Linked DNA regions of Mus musculus: region 2 is linked to region 1. The links are chromatin contacts, called in public Micro-C maps. All regions are on one chromosome and are shown on one strand. The core of a region is the stretch at or near the end of the contact, and the rest is flanking DNA. Distances in the headings are between cores, read along the strand shown.

Region 1 (2,879 bases), core at 357-2,856:
ATTCCATAACTTTTAGACTGCCACCAGGATTAGGAATTTGAAATAAAGGTGCCATTTCTATTTTTTATTTCTTTAGAGTATAATAAGCTCTGGAAATTCTTACTCTAGTGGGAATTCTTACTCTTGATCTGTAATTTACCTTATTCAGTCAAAGGAAAGTTCAACATTCATAATGGAAAATAAAATGATGCTATAGGAAAATTATCTTACACATAGTTAACAAATACCTTTAAGATTGTTGATTAAACCAACTGGCTAGAACAAGTAATATACACAATTTTACTGCCATTTAATGTTATCTGCATTAGCTTGCCAGAACCAGACACAAACGCATATAAGATATGAATTACGTAATATTGAAAAATACTATTTTTTCTTGTAAAGCTAAGTCTATCCAAGATTTCAACGGTACAAAAGCATTTCAATAGCACTTCTAATATATTAATCACACAATGGAAAACGTACATGTTTTCAGCTGCAGCAGAAGTCAGCTACTCTCTCAAGACCACTGGGGTCGCTCTTGCGTATATTTAACAAGAGAACGACTTGATCTCTAGCACTTTGTGATGAGAGAGAATGAAGAGAGGCCTTCTCAGAGGAAGCTGGTTTTGAGTGTGATCCAGGAAAGGTCTGGGGGTGGGGGTTGTCAAATCTGATGATATATACTCATGTTATATTTTTATATACAAAATCAAAGTGATTGAAAAACAGTCTACTAATAGCACCTCGATCACTTGCTAATATTCTCACAACTCCCTGGAACAGGGGCTACAACTCGAGGTTAATAACTACGTGCTTGTTGTCAACCATTTACATTCATCAGTAAGATATTGCCCCGGTACTTCTTTTGGAAGATGGAGATGTCTGACAAATGCTGCTCTTTACTGAGAAAATCTTAGGAGGTGCTGAGAAGTTTGTAGGGACAAGGTTTTACCGTTAATGGGATAAAATAAATACTTGTACAAACACTCCAATGTCTTGGAAATTTAAATATTCCACATCTTACGTAGTGGTTATGTGTTATGCAAAGTCTCCTGGCTTGCTTTGTTTGGTAGTCAGAGTGTCTGTGAGGAAGAGGTTTTGAGATTGTTTGATGAACTAAAAGGGCACTCACTTAAGAAGCTCCTGGGAGCTTCCTGTCAGAGGAATTACCAGCCTAGCCTTATACTTCCTGCCCTAGTCTGGAATATATACTTCCTGACTAACATCTTGCCAAAGCAGAGGAACTGGTAAACTTTCATCAGCATCAGTTTGTGTGATTCCACCCTTCCCTTACAACCTAAGGATGAGGCAACTTCCTTCTCCAGCCAAACTATCCACTAACCATTTTCATTCCTCATTCCTTGCACTCAGAACTCTGTGATGCAGAACTTGGGGAAGTTTTAATGACAGGGATGGTCTGGCTATAAAAATGTCATAAAGAAATTAAGGCTGCTTAGTTAATACAGTGTGACCACTCCTACCACACACCCCCAGTCCTTTGTAGTAAGTAAAAACAAGACTCATATTGCTGGCCAATGTACCTCAAACTTTATCATGTCCAGTGCATCAAAGTCATTTGAAGAATTCATTAGAATACACTTCTTGGCTCAGTCCCTAGAGTGTATGACTCAGACTGGGTTCCAAGAAATTGTATCTCTAACAAGTTTCCAGATAGTGCTGCTGCTGCTGTTGCTGCTGCTAGCCTGAGGACCCCACCCTGGGAATCCCAGCTGATGTTAAGGTCCAGATACCTGTGAGGTAGGGCCACAGTTATCAACACAGTCTGGTTTACCTGGGACTTTCTCAGTTCTAGGACAGAAAAAAAAATTGCATATTTTAAGAACTCTCCTACTAGGGGCAAAACCTGAATATTTGATCACTCTAGGTGAGATTAATACTTCTACTTTAAGCAGAAATTTGGCCACCCTAATACTTCTGAAAAATATTTTCAAGCTGTAGTGTAACTTCATGTTTAGATTATCAATGGGATTTTAAACCAGTAGGCTTTAATCATGAATGAACTTGTGGTATCCTGCGTTAGCAGGGATAAGATTTTTTCTGATATCCCAAAGCCCTGTGTGGCCCTGATGTATATCCCCCACCTCACTTCATTTTATTAAGAATTATAGTTAGTACTTACAGGAAAAGTAAACTCACAGAGCTTATGGGTGACACGGTAGATACTCTTCCTTTAGCTCCCAGGTTCACATGACTCTTAACACCAAATTTGCATTCTTCCCAGAAGCTCTGAGTGGGTGTTTGCTACCCTGGGGCCTGAGTAAATATAGTCAAGGCTTGTATATAAAGGATGACTATTTAAAGTCACTAATTCCAAAATGGTAATGAGCATCACCATGTAAACAGAAGTATCACTGTAAGTTACTGAAATAAGATGAGAGAACCAGGAAGAGATAGAGTTATGTTCTTGAAGGTAAAGAGAAGTTATCAAAACCAATTTCACATGAATAAGAAACTTGACATGGACTAAAGCTTGGAGGAATTCATTTAGCTATAATGTGATCTCTGTACGCTATTTCAATGACCATCAATCGTTACTCACTGTAGGAAGAGTCTGCCTTCCTTCTCCTGCAGCTATTCTGACGTATCGTCTGTTCTTTCTAATTATGGGCAAGTTTCGGGTTCTGATCTTTTAGATGGATCAGGGGGTTCTGGGAATAATGCTGCCTCTATTGCTTCTTCCTACTGGGAAGCTGCTAATGGGAAAAGCTTCTTCCTCCTGGTTAGCTGTTGTGTCACCTCCTGAGCATCAGGAATGGTGTGCATCCCTTTATGAAGGAGATCCTACTTGCTCATCCCTTGGGTAGTTTAATACTAATATTTTCCTGGCTTGTGATTTTTGCCAGACCACAGAGAGGAGAAAATCTTTCTCTTTTCTC
Region 2 (3,129 bases), core at 37-2,536, 100 kb after region 1:
GGTGGAGGGACTGGGCATGGTGTCTCATGCTTCCCATCTCAGGGCTGGAGAGGCAGAGACAAATGTAGTGTTGAGGTTCAGTGGTCAGGTAGCATAGCCTTGTCAGCAAGTTCCATGCTCATGAGTGACTCTGTCTTGGAAGGAATAAGGTAGATGGCACTGGGGGAACACTTAGAAAATTTGACCTCTGACCTCTGTGACCATGCACATACGCGTGTGCGCACGAGCTCGAGCCCACACACACGACCTGCCACACCCTCCCACCTCACACATACATGCACAGTTAAATAAGAAATGAGAGAAATGGTTTTCTTGGTTGCTCAGCCCTCTGTAGATGCTGCTCATTTTCTGATTTCTTTGCAGCAGTGGATCCCAGAGATGTGATGTGCTTTTCGTCTCTCAGTTGTCTTTTCTCTTCGGGTTTCTTTGATAGTGCTCGATTTTGAATTACTTTCTCAATTTTGCCTTTGAATATTTAACACGACTGCTTATTTTATCATTGGCTGTTCTTTATCAACCTGCCCTCTGAATCTTCCTCACCATCTTCTGCCTCTAAATGCCCTAGAGCCGATACGCCATTATACATCTCAATAATGACTGCATCGGTGTCCAGATGGTCTCATTTGCTATATGACTTCAGAAGCCACCTATGTACAGAGGATTTTTCAAAAGGTCTCTACCCAGGCCCTTTCTAGTCTTCCTCTCAAGACTACCACTTTATCCTCTGATTCTCTATGTCCTTTTCTCCCTTTCTGTTTCTTCACAGCGTTTGCCCTTTGGTGGTGTCTACACAGTGCATATCTGTTCATTCACATTTACCCCATCCATTTTCCACCCAAATGTATACTCCACGAAAGCACAACTTGGTTTTATTTCTTACTTCATATCTTCACCAGACAGAACAGATTCTACTGTGCTACACATTAAGTGATCAATAAATATTTGCCAAATGAATCACTGATGTCCAAATTTGTAATAATTTAACCCCCGCTTATTTAGGTCAAAAGTATCAAGGAAGAAAGAAGTTCAACTCTCAGTGTTGTTACGGCAGGTGGTCTGAGTTAATTTGCCACAAAATACCAAAAGTCAAGAGGGCTGAACTGAGAGACACAGAGTCAAGTGTGTAAGCCAACGGCAGCAAAAATCCAGCCTAGTTCAAGAAGTTGTGGCTTGGGTTAGGGAAACAATAGAGAAGAAAGGCTGAGGCACAGTACCTCATCTTTCTATCTCTCTGGTAAAGAAAGGGAGGACAAGGGCTCTAAGCAAGGCTAACCAGTGAAAACATAGCAGAAGGACGCTTTTCAAGACCCTGGAGACCTAGCATCTGGTGTCTGCTTCCTTCTGTTCAGTATAGGATCAGAGCTGCCTGCAGCTTAATGCCCAAGCCCAATCCAGTACTGTCTAGTTTCGATAGCCAGGGAGGCTCCATGAGGAATGGAAAGATAAATAAAACACAGCTGTCTTCAGGGTGTCTGTTGACTCAAGTGAGCTGAGAAGACACAGCAGCAACGTTAGGTAACAGGCAGCGTGCTCGACAGAGCGTAGAATCGCAGCAAATCATCTCTCTAAATGAGACTTGGAGTTGTGTTTAAAATAGAGCTAGTCTCTTGAGTAGAAGAAAAAGAACAATTTCCTACTTGTTCGTTGCTTCACCTGCACAGTGTAAGGTTCATGCAGAATTATTCTTTGTTTTGTTTTGTTTTTTGAAGACATGGTCTTCTTATGTGTCCCAGGCTGACCTTGAACTTTTGACCTCTCTGCTTCCATTTCCCTAGTGCTGAATTGCATGTTTGTATGATCATCCATGCTCATTTTATGTGGTGCAGTGGATTGACGCCAAGGCTCCGTGCATGCTAAACAAACACTCTGCCAACTGAGCTACAACCCCAGCCTGCCGAATTGTTTTTGCTTCCTTCTAACACTAAATTGCAGTGATTCTCAGTTCATAGGCATATACCGTGAAGACACATGTCTATGTAGATAATAAAATCGCATTAAGTAGACACTGCTAATTTATGATCAACTGCCACAGTAAGGCTAGTTAAGCTTGAGTCTATGAGTCTATATCAGTGGCACTGGTAATTTATTCATGAGCAGTGTAAACAAATTATAGAGGGAATGCCTATCTGTTTTAAAGGACAAACTGTTTTGAAAGCATCGGAGTTCTTCTAAACAGATAGCAGAAGTGAACACCGGCTCCTCCGAAAACACAAAGTAAGATCCCGAGCTGGGAGCCCCTGAGAGAAGGGTTGGCTCTTCCAATGCTCTGACCCTCAGCTCACCTCAGAGCCCCAGGGAGCCAGAACTTGTTTTGACTAAAGGAGAAACAGAGGAAATCATCTGTAGAATCATGGGGCCAGCAGACTGCCTCCCCCTGTCAACCACTCCTGCTGTCCTCATTGCTCTGGCAGTAAGAAGTGTGTATGCAAGACAGACAACAAAGTCGCTGCAGCCAGGATTATTCACAGGTTATTATGTAAAATTCCCTCATTCCGTAAGATTTATTGAATATTTATTTGCTGGGAGCATTGCTACTCATTCCGGTGTCACCATGGATTTTCAATATCAGGAGTTTATTTAGTCTATAAAAACTCCTCAGAACATATTATAGAAATACCTTGTTACTATACAGTTAGTTTCTTTTAGGAATACTGCCTCACAAGGTCGCATGAGGACCTCCCAGGCCAATGGGGCATGACCAAAATGGAAGCTAGGGAGGTTTGGAAGTGGTAAAATTTACAAAGAGTTTTTAGGAGTGAGTCCAGAATAGCTAAGCTGAGAATAAGATACAAATTGGCATTTAAAACCCACCACCAAATGGATCGTGAGTACAGGGTGGGTAAAGGAGGACAGGAATAAGAGTCATATGACCTGTCAAATGAACAGTCATTCTGAGAGCGGACCCAAAGGCTGATCTGGATGGCTCAAGGCTGCCTGGACACGGTGGCATATAGTAATTTGAAGGCTGAAGCTGGAAGATCACGAGTTCAAAGCTACTCATGATCAACAAGCCAGGGATAGAAAGGTTTCTCTAGACACCGCCTCAAAAGAAAAGACTGCAAAGACGGGCCACGGCTGAATACACAGAGGCAGGGCATTTTCAGCTGCACATTTCCTAATGCTGATCAT

The links. A called contact is a pair of places that touch in the nucleus more often than the background predicts.
Region 2: a contact with region 1 is called in a Micro-C map of granulosa cells, with 3 times the contacts expected there. The contact joins two enhancer-like sites. A contact is called at or near these places in 1 of 39 promoter capture datasets (the 3T3-L1 cell line), 1 of 15 datasets of contacts at CTCF or cohesin (the NIH/3T3 cell line), 26 of 484 Hi-C or Micro-C datasets (the 3T3-L1 cell line, CD8 T cells, the HPC-5 cell line and 14 more), 3 of 115 datasets of contacts at active chromatin or transcription factors (bone marrow-derived dendritic cells and embryonic stem cells) and 1 of 9 other capture datasets (bone marrow-derived macrophages).

What each region holds. Positions count from the first base shown.
Region 1 is chr14:76,901,980-76,904,858 of GRCm38.p6, forward strand. No RefSeq gene overlaps it. Among named protein-coding and RNA genes, the nearest start is that of Gm30365, 66 kb to the left of the region's middle. Within about 2 kb of position 1,607, at least 11 of the 459 cell types and tissues checked have an H3K27ac peak or open chromatin away from gene starts, as enhancers often do. A contact at or near this core is called in granulosa cells, where this site is marked.
Region 2 is chr14:77,003,490-77,006,618 of GRCm38.p6, forward strand. No RefSeq gene overlaps it. Among named protein-coding and RNA genes, the nearest start is that of Lacc1, 32 kb to the right of the region's middle. Within about 2 kb of position 1,287, at least 28 of the 459 cell types and tissues checked have an H3K27ac peak or open chromatin away from gene starts, as enhancers often do. A contact at or near this core is called in granulosa cells, where this site is marked.